Regions from separate parts of the Macaca mulatta genome. Here all the other regions are linked to region 1. The links are chromatin contacts, called in public Hi-C maps. All regions are on one chromosome and are shown on one strand. The core of a region is the stretch at or near the end of the contact, and the rest is flanking DNA. Distances in the headings are between cores, read along the strand shown.

The links. A called contact is a pair of places that touch in the nucleus more often than the background predicts.
Region 2: a Hi-C map of fetal cortical plate shows a contact between it and region 1, with 2.7 times the contacts expected there. The contact joins the enhancer-like site here to the promoter of NRP2 in region 1. A contact is called at or near these places in 2 of 14 Hi-C or Micro-C datasets (fetal cortex germinal zone and fetal cortical plate).
Region 3: a contact with region 1 is called in a Hi-C map of fetal cortical plate, with 5 times the contacts expected there. The contact joins the enhancer-like site here to the promoter of NRP2 in region 1. A contact is called at or near these places in 4 of 14 Hi-C or Micro-C datasets (cortical neurons, fetal cortex germinal zone, fetal cortical plate and 1 more).

Annotation. Positions count from the first base shown.
Region 1 is chr12:110,937,106-110,941,798 of T2T-MMU8v2.0, forward strand. NRP2 (neuropilin 2) reads left to right here and starts at 2,615. Exons shown (of 17, transcript XM_015110774.3): 1 at 2,615-3,465. The coding sequence starts at 3,393.
Region 2 is chr12:110,423,255-110,427,488 of T2T-MMU8v2.0, forward strand. PARD3B (par-3 family cell polarity regulator beta) reads left to right here. Exons shown (of 25, transcript XR_013402125.1): 13 at 2,070-2,202. Among named protein-coding and RNA genes, the nearest start is that of NRP2, 510 kb to the right of the region's middle. Within about 2 kb of position 1,732, at least 4 of the 40 cell types and tissues checked have an H3K27ac peak or open chromatin away from gene starts, as enhancers often do. A contact at or near this core is called in fetal cortical plate, where this site is marked.
Region 3 is chr12:110,113,061-110,117,483 of T2T-MMU8v2.0, forward strand. All of the region lies in intron 2 of PARD3B (par-3 family cell polarity regulator beta), which reads left to right. Among named protein-coding and RNA genes, the nearest start is that of PARD3B, 330 kb to the left of the region's middle. Within about 2 kb of position 3,086, at least 5 of the 40 cell types and tissues checked have an H3K27ac peak or open chromatin away from gene starts, as enhancers often do. A contact at or near this core is called in cortical neurons, fetal cortex germinal zone and fetal cortical plate, where this site is marked.

The DNA of each region.
Region 1 (4,693 bases), core at 1,365-3,864:
CCTAAAGATTTGTTTTCCATGTGGCACATGTGGGGTTTGTGTTTAGTTCGCAAGAGTCCTTGGAAGTCTTAGGTTAAAACAATTCTAAGCCCTCCCTGGGCCGGTGGGGTCTTGTTCAGAGTAGGCTGGGGAGAGATCGGCCTCACTCTGAATCTCCTGGTCTGATAAAGCACTTTGAACTCCTTGCAATTAAAAGCACCACCAGAAGTGTGACCCTAGGTGGTGTTACCATTATTTATTGAGTGCTGCCCCCTAGAGGATTAAAAAATGGTCTGGCAGCTTGAGTCCCCAGGGATGGAAACCTGAGACTCACTCTCTGTCCAGCTGCAGGAAATAAGGCCTTCAGTCAAGGGCAGTGAGAAGTCTTGCAGCCCTGGCACAGAGGACTCCCAGGAAGTAAGTGAGCATCCCCTGTATGACACCTCTGATAAATGAAAAGTCATAGTGTGGGCAACCAGGTCCAGGAATAAAACTGATTCTCACTTTTCTCCACTCTGGAAGCAGCCTGATGGGGACCTTCATCCCTGAGACCCCAAGATCAGAAGTCCAGGGTTGTCATTCTTATGGTTCTCCAGTGGACTTTAGGTTTACTTTTTCTCTCTTCTTTGCCCCTTTCACAGTGCCCTTCACCTAAACCCAGGCTACATTATTCTCAGAAATAGGAGTCTCCCACGTTGGGCACTGGCTAAAATGGTTTGGCATGCCTGGTGAGTGGCGGGGAGAGGTGATACTAAATGACCCTCTCTATTCAGGGACTGTCACTACAGATAGTGTTATTTGTCCTTAGATTAGCATCTTGGCAATGACATAAACTAGGATCTCTGCTTAAGGTTAATAATCCGAACTGCCTCTTTACTTTGTTAAATATTTGAGGCTTGGAGTCATTCTTTACAATTGAGCTTTAAAGAGGAGAAATTTAAGTCTGGAGTTTTTAATGATGTGGATGTTCTCTCAAGCCTAGAAAGGAAGGAAGGAAGAAGGAAGGAAAGGAGGGAGGAAGGGGAAGGAGGGAGGCAAAGAGGGAATGAAAGGCAGCATTTTAGGCTAGCCAGGAGACATGCTCCCTGAAAGAGCTCAGAGGCCTCTGCTCTGTGCCTTTCCCAACCAGGCATCTGAGATTAACTGCGTGACACTCAGCCTGTGGATTTCCACTCTAAAATCCCGCCCCACCCCCAACACAGCTTGGCTCAACTATTTGCAAATCACTTCTGATTGAATTTTGTTTTGGTTATCTCAGTGTAAATAACAGTTAAGTGGGAGTTACAGATTTTTCAAACACGAAAAGTGATAAACAAAGCTAATGGGCAAGTCCAGATAAGGAGGGAAACCACGCAGAAGAATCCACAAGTGCAAGCCAAGAAGAAAATGGGACAGTCAGGTGTGTGTTCCTTGTCACTGAAACTGTATTTTTCTTAATCTACGGAAAATTTTACTTTCTTAATTAAAAAAAATCTTAATCTGTAAACAGTTTTCTGAATGTTCTTATTTTTCATATACCTCTTTTGTGGCAGAAAAGGTGTACATGTGCAGGGTGTAATTTAGGCTGTTTCTGTGGGAGTCTTTATGATAATGTAGTAATAGGTGTCTGGTGAAGCAAGACAGTTTGGAATCCACAAAGCCATCCTCAGAAACAAAGATACAAGTGTTTCCCCAACTGTTAGTTTGCAGTTCCCTCTAAACAGTTTTCACGCCTCCATTTAAAAATAGTTGGCATAATGCTGTTTTCTTTCTCTGGGCTTTGTGACCACGTTTCTATGGGGGAAAATGTGAATAGACGTAGTTACAGTAGCATTTGGATGAGAAGCCTTCAAGCACCCATACTTTTTCGGGGGGACTTGAGGGAATCCAATTTAATTACCTGAAGAAATCCTTTGCTGAAGAAAGTCTTTCCTCTTTTTAGGATAGTTACAAGTTAAAAGCGCAGGGATAACGAAATCCTAACCCAGAGAGGAGCAGAGCATGTTTGGGACATAACAAAGGATCTGAGTAGTAAACGCAGCGAGTGTTTGGGGTTTTATTCAGCCCGGGCTGACGGTGTGTGTCGCCGCCACGCACCGCTGCCTGTTCGAACGCATGGCTGAGCTGCCGACCGGCTTGCTACCCCAAACACCGTACGCCACCCAACTCCTCTTGTAACGCCATTGCGCGTGGCATTGTGTTGGATTCTGCGTGTGTGGCATCGGAGTCGTGGAATTTAGGGGGAACAAGGCTTCCCCCCCTTCCCCCGGGGTCTCCCTCGGGTGGGGGCGACACGGCCAAGGGCAGCGCGCCCTGGAGGTGCCGGGGGGCGCTTCTTCCCCAGGGCGTTACGCACTGGAGGCCCGGCGCGGAGGTGCGCGGGGGCGATCGGGAGATGCGGGGCGGGCGAGGGGCTGTGGGGTAGGCGCCGCCTTAACTTCGATCCTGCGGCGGCCCGGGAGAAGCTGCCGCCGCCCCGCCCGAGGTGGGTGCCGCGGCACTCGGCTCTGCGCCGCGCGTCTCCGCGGCTGCCTCTTTAATCAGGAACACAGAAGGGGCGGGCCCTGAGCCGGCGCGTAATCGGATAGCTCTGCCGCGGCTCTGACATCCACATGCTGCTCGGCCTGAAAAGGCAGTGGGGAGCCGGAGGGGAGGCAGAGATCACGAGCGAGGCACCAGCCTGCAGCCGGCCCCCAGCACATCCTCAGCCGCGCAGACACTGGGCGAGGTGGAGGTGAGGGCGGGCGCCAGCGAACTCGGAGAGGGGCTCGCTCACTCCCAGGCGATCCCAGCCGCCGCACCACCAGCAGCAACAGCAGCAGCAGCTTCCTTTCTCAGACTCCCCTCGAGAGGCTGGCCAAGCGGGTGTAGCCGCCGGTGGAGGCTCCCGCCGGGGGAACCCGGCGAGGACAAGAGCAGGGCGGCCGCCTTCCACTCCGGCTGTCCAGCGGCTGCTGCCTCTGCCCGCGTGTCCGTCAAGGGTGCCGCGGGATGTGTGTCAATTTACGCCTCTGAGATCACACAGCTGCCTGGGGGCCGTGTGATGCCCAAGGCAAGTCTTGGCTTTAATTATTATTATTATCATTATTGTTACGCTTGGCTTTCGGGAAATACTCGTGATATTGTAGGATAAAGGAAATGACACTTTGAGGAACTGGAGAGAACATACATGCGTTTTGTTTTTGAGAGGAAAGCCGTGTCCTCTTCCCGGCTTGTTCCCTCTTTGCTGATTTCAGGAGCTACTCTCCTCCTGGTGAGGTGGAAATTCCAGCAAGAATAAAGGTGAAGACAAGCCACCAGGACTCAGGAGGGAAACACTGACCATTAGAAACCTCTGCATAAGACGTTGTACGGAAGAAAATAAGAGAGAAAAACACAAAGATTTAAACAAGAAACCTACGAACCCAGCTCTGGAGAGAGCCACCTTCTCCAAAATGGATATGTTTCCTCTCACCTGGGTTTTCTTAGCCCTCTACTTTTCAAGACACCAAGTGAGAGGCCAACCAGGTAAGCCACTGAAAGTTTTTTCTATTTATTGCAACATGGTTTCCCCTTTAAAAGCGACCGCTAAAGCAGGAAGGCCACGCAGAAAGGCACAGAAGGAGGCTCCCTCAGTACTCAATAATTTAAAGAGAGATCCCGGCCGGCCCTTCCTACACCACCACTGTTGCTAAAACCCAACTTTTCTCTCCTGCTAGGAGTGTGTGTGTGTGTGTGTGTGTGTGTGTGTGTGTGTGTGTGTGTTTTGAAACAGAATTTGGCGGTGTTCAGATGTCACATATGGACTGAATCAAAGGTTTAAAAATACTACAAAGCCTTTGCATTACAGTTTTTGGGAATTTTTTTTCCCTGTCTTGAAGCAGAACACATCTCCCTTGAGTTTCTCCAACCAGCCAGTGCAATATAAATCATTTGCATTCCCTCCACTTAGCTACATGGAGCAATGTTCACTGAAGGGCTTGGGAAAGACAAGAGTTTCGTTTTGGTTTTCAAATGCTGTCGATTCTTTGGAGAATGGCTGGTTATGCCTCAGAATCATAGGGCTCAGGCTGGTGGAGCAAGTTGGCTTGTGGCTGAGATAGGGGCTTGGGGTTGGGCACTGCTGGCAACCAAGACAGTTGGTCTCTTCTCTCTTCATCCATGTGTCGTCTGGGAAAGTAAATCATATGTTCTTTTAGAAATTCTTATTAGCTAAAACAAATTGCAGGCCCTCAAAGGTCTCTCACTCGTGGTTAGAAACTTTTGAGTGGAATTTGTTCTCAACCACTGCCAAAAAGGGTGTGTGGACAGGCTGCTGTGGAGATGAGCACTTCGAGGCCCAGAACAGTCTGGGGACCGCATTTGTGGGGAGCGGCAAGGCTCTGGAAAGGGGAATCCATGGGGAATGCAGTGGGGTTTGTGCTTCCTTCCTGGGACCACTCTCTAGAGTGAGCCTCTCTACCTCACTGAGAACAGTGTCTGGAATCTGACAACAAAACTCTTAGCAGCTGCTACAGGTGACTGGAGATGGAGAAACCATCTATGGAGGAAACGGGTGAAAGAAAGGCGAAAAAGCCTTCCCGAAGTGCCCTCACCCAAGGCACTTGCAAGGTGATGGCGGCAGTGGCAGGGCTAACTCTGCAGCCTCCTGGGCATCCCCCAGAACATCAGCTAGTGGGTCCTAGCTTTGCATCTGGTACTGTCACCCTTCCTTCTCTCCACGCCCCCCATCCAGCACACGCACCACTTAAAGCTT
Region 2 (4,234 bases), core at 482-2,981, 510 kb before region 1:
TCTATGGGGAATGAGCAGGCATTTGACTCTCAGCTACTGAGTGTTTCTGCAGTACCCATGAAGATTAAAGACCATTATTTCTTATAAAGACAGAAGACTAATGTACAGTTTATCTTTATTAAATTGAAAAAAAATTGCAACTATTTGATCTTCAAATCTGTGTTTCACTGTGTCAGAGCATATTTTGTGTGCTCGTGTTTTTGCTGTATTCTCTGGTGGAACAGCACTTGCCCTCCAGTACAATAAAAAGCATCCATAACCTAAAAAAAGGTTTCAGCACTGTTGATACATTCAGGCAAATCAATTAGTTAGATTTGCCAGGAATACCAAAATGGTTGCTTGAACATTATATTGATATTTCAAAATCTGAAGAAGCTACTTAAGAAAAGTCAAAATATATAGTTGTTGGGGTTTTTCCCACATTACCCAGATGTACAAGATATGTAAACAGTTTTGATGAGGACCTTGTGAAGAATACATAATGAGCCCCTGATTGAATCAGAATCATTTTAAACAGAAACATATTTTTCAAAGGATGAGCTTGAGGTTCAATTGTAATTCTATTTGAGCCTAGAGACTTGGTATTAAAAAATGGGTTATGACCTGATTTTGTTTTTCCTTTCCCCAAAACATTTCCTTCCCTGCTGCCAGCTCATCGTGGCAAAAGCAGAATATGTTTAAAAATCCATTATATTTTTTATTGGCTGGGACACTAATGGAGGGCCCTGCGACGGCTCTATTTTACAGGCTGAATACTTTAATTAGGCTGGTTACTGATCAGTTGTTGGGATATTGATTGTGTCATTTATCAAAGAGCTGGGGAAGCAGAAAAAAATTTTTTGTTCTTGTTGTTACTGTTAAATCAAAGCACAAGGCTGTGCAAAGCAAGCCCTAGCTCTCTTTCCTGCTACAGCTACAGCTTTAATTTAGGACTAGCTTGCCTCCTATACCAGGCTCAGTTTGACTAGCAGTTCAGAAGAAAGGGTAATACACTGGGTGTGGGAAAAGTGTTACAAGCCTTGACAAAAAGCTAAAGGACCTTCAGCGGCTGAAAACATTTTAATTTTTAAGAATGCAAAAATGGAATGTTTTAGGTATTTGTTTGACTAGCTAGACACTGAATTTTTATAACCAAAGAGGAAAATATAAATCCAGTGCATTGTTTTAGGCAAATGCTATTCTCAGAAGAGCTTTGGGAATCGATGGGTGCTGCTGTTTGTGGTACATTCTTCTCACCAGTGGTCAAGGGAACAGTCATGAGATGGCTTCCAAATCATTTACCTCCTTAAAATCTGTTGTTGAGACAAATAATATGAAGAAGAGCAAACCCCAATTCTCTTTGCTGCAACCTTTTTGAAAAAAATAGTAAAGAGTTCTCTATAATCAACTTCCTCCAATAATTCCCTCTTCTGCACCTGTGGAAGATGGATCATGGGGTGTTATTCTAGACACAGCAGTTTTCAGAAAACTGTGAATGTGTTTACAGACTGTAAAAATCAAAATAGGAAGGGGAAATATAGGGGGGAAAACCCTCAGGAGAACTGCTGTCTGGCATTGTCACAGCAGTTTGATTTAGCTCCAGGCCAAAGACCTAGTATCTGCATGGAGACACACTGGTGGCATTTCAGAGGTGAACCTGCTTGAGTTCTGACTTGTCCTAGAGCATATGCACTTAGGCGCAGAGAGAGAGAGGAACCAGCTGGTTGGCAGAGAAACACCCTTGGCATGAACTGTATTCTTGTGTTGACACTGCCACAAGCTGTACTCCCAGATGGAAGAAAATTTGAAAGAAGCCAGTTGTAAGTGGTAAAAGAGAATAATAAAGTTAATCCTCTTTTGTTTTGGCTATCAGCACTCCTAATCCTTAGCACCACATTGTCAGTACTTTTTATTTTATACTCAAAGATGTTTTCACTGATAGGGCCATTTTGAGTTTCCAGAGTTGAGGACTTAAGTGTAATAGACTCTTGAAAGACTATTCATACAGCGATCATTCTTTCACTTTGCTTCAACTGACCAAGTTTGAACATATTAAAAATGCAAATATAATTTTTACTTTTATCTCTTAGGATCCTGCAGAGTGCGGGGCATTTTCCAAGCCATGCTTTGAGAACTGTCAAAATGCTGTAACCACCTCTAGGCGAAATGATAACAGTACCCTGCATCCACTTGGCACTTACAGTCCACAAGACAAACAGAAAGGTAAGAGTCTATCCATTTTTATCCACTGCAAATGGAGTGAGAAAACACAAAAATGCCTTTTTATCTAAAAAAAAAAAAAAAAAAAAAAAAAAAAAAGTAAAGGGGAATTAATTAGACTAAGTGCAGACTTTGTTAATCAGAGTCACAAACACTGAGAGATTGGGGCGAGAGCTGACTCAGAACTTGTGAATCAGATTCCTGGCAATGTCTCTAGTTTAAGTGACACTTTCTGTGCTTGCTGCCCCAAACATGGAGGGTTATATATAAAACAAATGATCACTGGAGAATCAAAGATGGCAAACTGTTATTTTTTAAGCTCTTCTAATATTGGAAGTTACCAAGTGTAAATAACTACCAACATTTTAAAATGTATGGATTTATAATCCATAAAATGGTCATAGCGTGATTCACAGAATATACTCGATTCTAATATGAGCGTGGTAAATGGGTAAATATCCTAACCTGAAACCATCTTGTGATGGTTGGAATGTTCTTGTTATTGTCTTGCTACACTGTCTTCTCTTATTACCTGATGTGGATCACATTACTAGCCAACTCCAGATGTAAAAAATCTGGGTTTTCCTCTTGGTTTTTTAAAAAATACACTTCAGGTCACCAAGAAAATTGTTTCATCTCCCTGTATCTCTTTTCTTTAACAACATGAATTTTTTATTACAAAAGCAATACATATTCATTGCAGAAAATTTAGAGAAAACAAATAAAAAGAAAGTTTAATTTTACTCGTACTTCTATCTATCAAAGATCCTAATCAATAACATTTTATGCATCTCTTTCAGGACTCTTTAATGAAAAATATTTATACAAAAAATGAAATAATGAAATGTATGTAATGTTTAGGAAATTGTTTTTTAAAATTAGCACATTATATGCCTTTTAGTCATTGAATCTTCTTCTACAATATCATATTCAGTAGTTGCATAGTGTCTTTTGATGGTAAGTACCATATATTATGTAATCAATTCCTATATTTTGAACACTTAAGATGTTATCATAATTTAACTATGTGGAAACAAGTTCCAAGCTGTGAAATTACTCCATCATAACATACTTATAAATCTGAGGTGGCTCTAGAATTAAATTGTCTCATTAGAATGGGATGTTGTTTATTCCTTGGAATTCCTGCATTTTAGCAAGAGTAGTAGCAACAGCTGCTACCATTTATTAAGTGTTTGCTGTCTGTTAGATACTGTGTTGAGCAGTTTGCTTGCAGACTCAAAGTGGTAATATTATCTTCATTTTACAAATAAAGATCTAGAAAGTCAGAGAGAGTGAATAATTTACTCAAGAATGCATGTTTGATGCATGCAGTGTCTGGATTCAATCCTTGTCTCCCTGTCTTCAGTTTGTCTTCCAAACCACAGCATGTGTCTGACTTACATTGGTTATTGGTCTCTTGAAACTATTGGTGTCCTTTCACCTACTGAGAATGCCCATTAGAAGCTGACTTTAGACCGGGCATGGTGGCTCATGCCTGTAATCCCAGCACTTTCGGAGGCCGAGGCGGGCAGATCACCTAAGGTCGGGAGTTCAAGGCCAACGTGGCAAAACTCTGTCTCTACTTAAAAAAAAAAAAAAAAAGGTGTGTGTGTGTGTATGTGTATATATATGTATAAAATTAGCCAGTTGTGATGGCACATGCCTGTAATCCCAGCTGCTCAGGGGGAAAAAAAAAAAAAGAAGAAGCTGACTTTACTTAGCATACAGATTAAAAAAATACTCAATATTTTGTCTTTTCTCATCTAAAAAAAAATTATAGTGGCGGGCACCTGTAGTCCCAGCTACCCAGGAGGCTGAGGCAGGAGAATGGTGTGAACCCGGGAGGCGGAGTTAGCAGTGAGCCAAGATCGTGCCACTGCACTCCAGCCTGGGCAACAGAGCAAGGAGACTACGTCGCAAAAAAAAAAAAGAAAAAAGAAATTAAAAGTTTTCTTGACAGAACAAGATTGCCTTCTGAAATCTTAAATTGCAATAGCAAAAGAGCCTGGGAAAGGAATGGCAAGTTGTCTGCAAA
Region 3 (4,423 bases), core at 1,836-4,335, 820 kb before region 1:
ACTGTCGTTGTCATACATACTTTAGATTTAAATAGGTCATGAATGTAGCATATTTAAGTTCATAACTTAGTTTCTTAATCTGTTGAGCTGGAGAGCATTGCATGAGGCAGGATTGAGTGGGACTAGTTGAGTTGAGATGATCTGTCTGGACTCTGCATTTGTGGTGGAGATCCCATGCGATGGCAGTTAGGTAGAAAGCACATACAACTTTGGTGGTTGACAATTTGTATTTAAAAACCAACAACACGGAATCAGGTGTTATACTTATCCATCCAACTACCTCTGAAATACATGAAGTTATATATATTTTAAAAGGTAAAATAAGATATTCCCTGTATCTGACCTGTGTCTAATACAAACTTCGTAGGCTGTTTGAGGTTGATATATTTTTTCCTTTTAAGGATTTTTGTTGCTATCAGTTATCTAGTTTATACAGATCAAATAAGATTTGCGAAAGCAAGGAGGTATTATATGGTATGGTTTTTATGGGGCTCTATAGCCCTATTATAGATGGGTCTTTTTGGTCTTCTTGGTTCATTTCATAGTTTTTAAAACTTACGTGTGGAATCCACTTGAAGAACATGTTAAAAGATTCACATTTAGAAATTCTGGAGTGGGGCCCAGGACTGTTCCTTTGCTCCTCCTTGCCTAGCACCCCTGGAGATTTTTGATATGAGTGATTAGTAAACTTTGACAAGCACAGAGTTACAGGTAGAATTGTGCTTCTAATCTTTCTAAGAAAAAGATACCTCTGATGATCTTTCATGTAAGAGAGAAATATTTAGCTTATTAGACCACTGATAATTTCTGGGTTTTGCCAAACATAAAATTAGAGCCTTAAAGATTGTATTTGTCTGTCTTTACAGAGATTATATTTAGGAATACCTAGGAACCTAGGGAAACAAAGTATTTCAGTGACTTCTTTGATGCAGTATGAGGTTTTCCTTTTAATGTAGATAGTTTATTTTTGTTGGCTGTGATTCTTTTTATGCAGTCTTTTTACATTGGGCTGAGACATGGAGGTGATGAATATTTTTCTTATCTAGGATCAAAGAATACTGAAAATAGAGGAAAAAAATATGGATATTCAGTCTCATTGCTACCCTTAACTTTTGGATATTCCTGCCTTGCTCCCCTCAAGTGTTTTGGAATTGTTTCAAAGATATGTGTCTGGTGTTTTTAATGTTTTGTTTATAATTAAATATCAGAATATCCTTGTTTCCACAGTGGCTGCAGGTGAGTGATATCCAGTCAATTACCAGTTTTCTGTTACCTTAGCCACTGGTCAGCATAGTGTTTTCTGATAGGGTTATACCTAATGTGAGAACAGGATGCAGAGGCCACTCATTCCTCCTTTCTATCCTCTGAGACTTACCTAGGCATACTAGTGAAACAGGCATTTGTTTTCTCTGGATAACACTCCATTTGCCCTCCATTTCTCTGTCTCTCTCTTGCTCTTTTCCAAGGCCCCCAGTATAAGCGTTTTGGCTGGGGTGGCAGAGAAAGTCCCCTTAGGTTGAGAAGCCAGTAAACTTAAGTATGCTGTCAGGCTTCAAGCCAAATAAAGTGCTGAGCATGACAATTAATTGGATAACTACCAGAATACCTCTTACTGTAACTATAATTCAGAATATCCCTAGCTGAAGTTAAAAAAAAATGATGTTAATTAATTTAAAAGTTGCTAAGAGTCCCTATCAAATGCCTGTGCTCTGTTTGCATGCTAGGTTTTGGCATTGTGAGCAAGAGAAGAGACTGATAGTGAAGCTCTATCCTTCTGCTAGGGATTTAATACTCTTGACAAGCCAGGAAATAGGTGGTCATGTCTCCATCTCAAAGATGAGGAGAATGAAATGCTCAGGGTAAGCGTTTCAAGCCAGAGCTGTCCTGGTTGATTACGGTCATCTGATCACTTTGCTAAGTAAAATAGGAAGATGAGGACACATGTTGAAGAGTTTGTAAGAAGAGCAAATAATTAAATATGCTCTTTTATGCTCTATGAAATTAACTTGGAAATTTTGTTGCATTTCAGTTGAATAAAAATAATACACAAATATGAGTTGGTTTTTTAAAGTGAATAAAGAGGTACACATAATGTTTCCTTTGTATCTTTTGAATATTTTATTTGAAAACTAGTTAAATTCGCTTAAATACCCATTTGTTTTTGGTTTCAGGGATTTTTATGTTTGTTTTGAGATCCTCGGCAACAAATTATATTTACAGAAATGTGAGATTGCCTGTCTATTATTAAGACATTTTAAATTGTTTGAAAACATTTTTAAAACATAATAAAATATTTATGCTTTTTAATTTTGTATCATCAAATCCAAACCCCAACTCCTTATGTTTTAACGTATGATCATACATGTATCTGAATATTGGGACATTAAAGTTTAAGGAAATGCAATTTGCAATAATGACTTTAGATGTTCTTCCTGGCTCTCCTTAATTTTAGGCCCAAAGTTATTTTCCTAGCTGTATTCTCATTAATTGTTTAGTATTTTACTGCTTATTTTTGTGTTTTTACATTACAGAGATATTTGTAGACTGTTCATGAATTGTAATTCTGTTTTTAAATAACCCCCTTTTGGGGACTTTGTGTGAATTTCCCTTGATTTATTGTAGACTATAAACAACTCGACAGACTCTATTGTTTGAATAAAAAATACTAATCATGTCATATTTCTGCATCATATCCTGATTTATCCTTCAATTTTAACTTTAGAAGTAGCTTCCTCTTTGTTTTCCTGAGCTGAAGGCAGAATTCAGAACACTTAGAACAATGTATGAGACAGAATAACATTTTCAATGTGGGGAAAAAAGTTCAATTTTAATCCCTTCTCACGTTATCTTTTCTATTTTTTAAACATGAAGTGCTAGAAAAGTAAATAATAATGATATGAATGATTTTTTTTCTTTAGAAAATCAACTGTCAATTAGCTAATGAATATTCTTTTTAATCAGTGTTAATTGACAAATTTCCTGCACTTACAAACTCACTGCTTGCATAATAGTTTCATTTTGACTCTTCCTGATTTCCCTTTTATGTGTTGGTAGTCCTGTTGGGTGTAATTCTGCATTATTTTCTAAGTTCCCCCGTCTGGAGCTAGATGGAGCTATGAGATCTTTTGTAAATGTATACAAGGCCAGTGGCTCTTCTTCATCTACTTGTGGCATTAAGTTGATTAAAACCCCATTTTAAAGCCTTCTTGTCCCTTTATTCTGAAAGAGAGCATGGAAGAGAAAGCCTGAATGTCTAAAACACAGTCAGTAAAATGGACAATCACACAGTTCTTTAATTATCATTTGTTACTGAGCAGCTCAAAAAACAAAACCCCAAACTCCCAAAACCAAAACAAAGAAAAACACCCAGCTACATATGTACCCATTCTTAACACTATTGGCTCAAAACTAGATTAAATGTGTTTTCATTAAAAATATAATTATTTTTGTTTTGTTTTCCAAAAGATTATAATTATCTCAGAAATCCACAAAATACAGAAAATGACGGGAAAAGCATATGGCAATTGTTTTAGGACTTATCTGCCAAATTTTATATACACACATTTTATAGATAGATGCATCTATAGATAGTTATGTGTATAATATACATGTAATATATATGTATGCATATAATTATATAAAAATGTAGAAAATATTTCACGAGGAAGGATTAAAAGTTTCGCTTAAAATGTTTTGGATAAAACGGCGTCTTCAGTTTCCCTGTATATAGGGACATTTAGATGATCTCGTCACTGTATCTTATCCATGTCTACAGAGCACTTTGGGGGGAAAGTATTCATTTTTTGTGTTTGTTTAGTTGTTTGCTTAGCTTTTTATTGAGCTAGCTATGCAGTTTTCTTGACTTGTTATTCAGTGTGTTGACGTCCTAAGAGATGTGCCCAGATTGCTGTCATACTGCTTAGTATCTGTTAGGACAGAAGTTGTCAAAGGTCATCTACTTACTTTGAGAATCTAATTGTAATAAATTCTTCTGTGTGTTTCTCTAATTGGATTAACTTTAGCTCTGTGCTGTTCACATATCTGGGCAATTGTATGAATAATTTTCATTTACCTAATTGGGCAGATACTGCATAAACCAAATACTTATTTGAACTCTACACTGTCTTGCTTTTTAAGTTACTTGTAGGCTTTACTCTTGAGTCTTTTACTGGGAATTGTATCTTCTTAAACTTTAATGTCCCTCTGTATTCTGTTCTTATTTGCTTCTCAAATCTAGAGAGGAGTAAACAGTATTTTAAACAATTTCTAAAGAAGTAAGGGGTAGGGAGGTGGTTCTTGATTTGGCTTTAATAAGCACTTCCCTTGAAGAAAGAGCATTTTACTAATCTAACTATTAGGTAAGTAAAAACATAAAGATAATTATAATGCAATGATTATTAAATAACTAGTAGATAATTAGCAG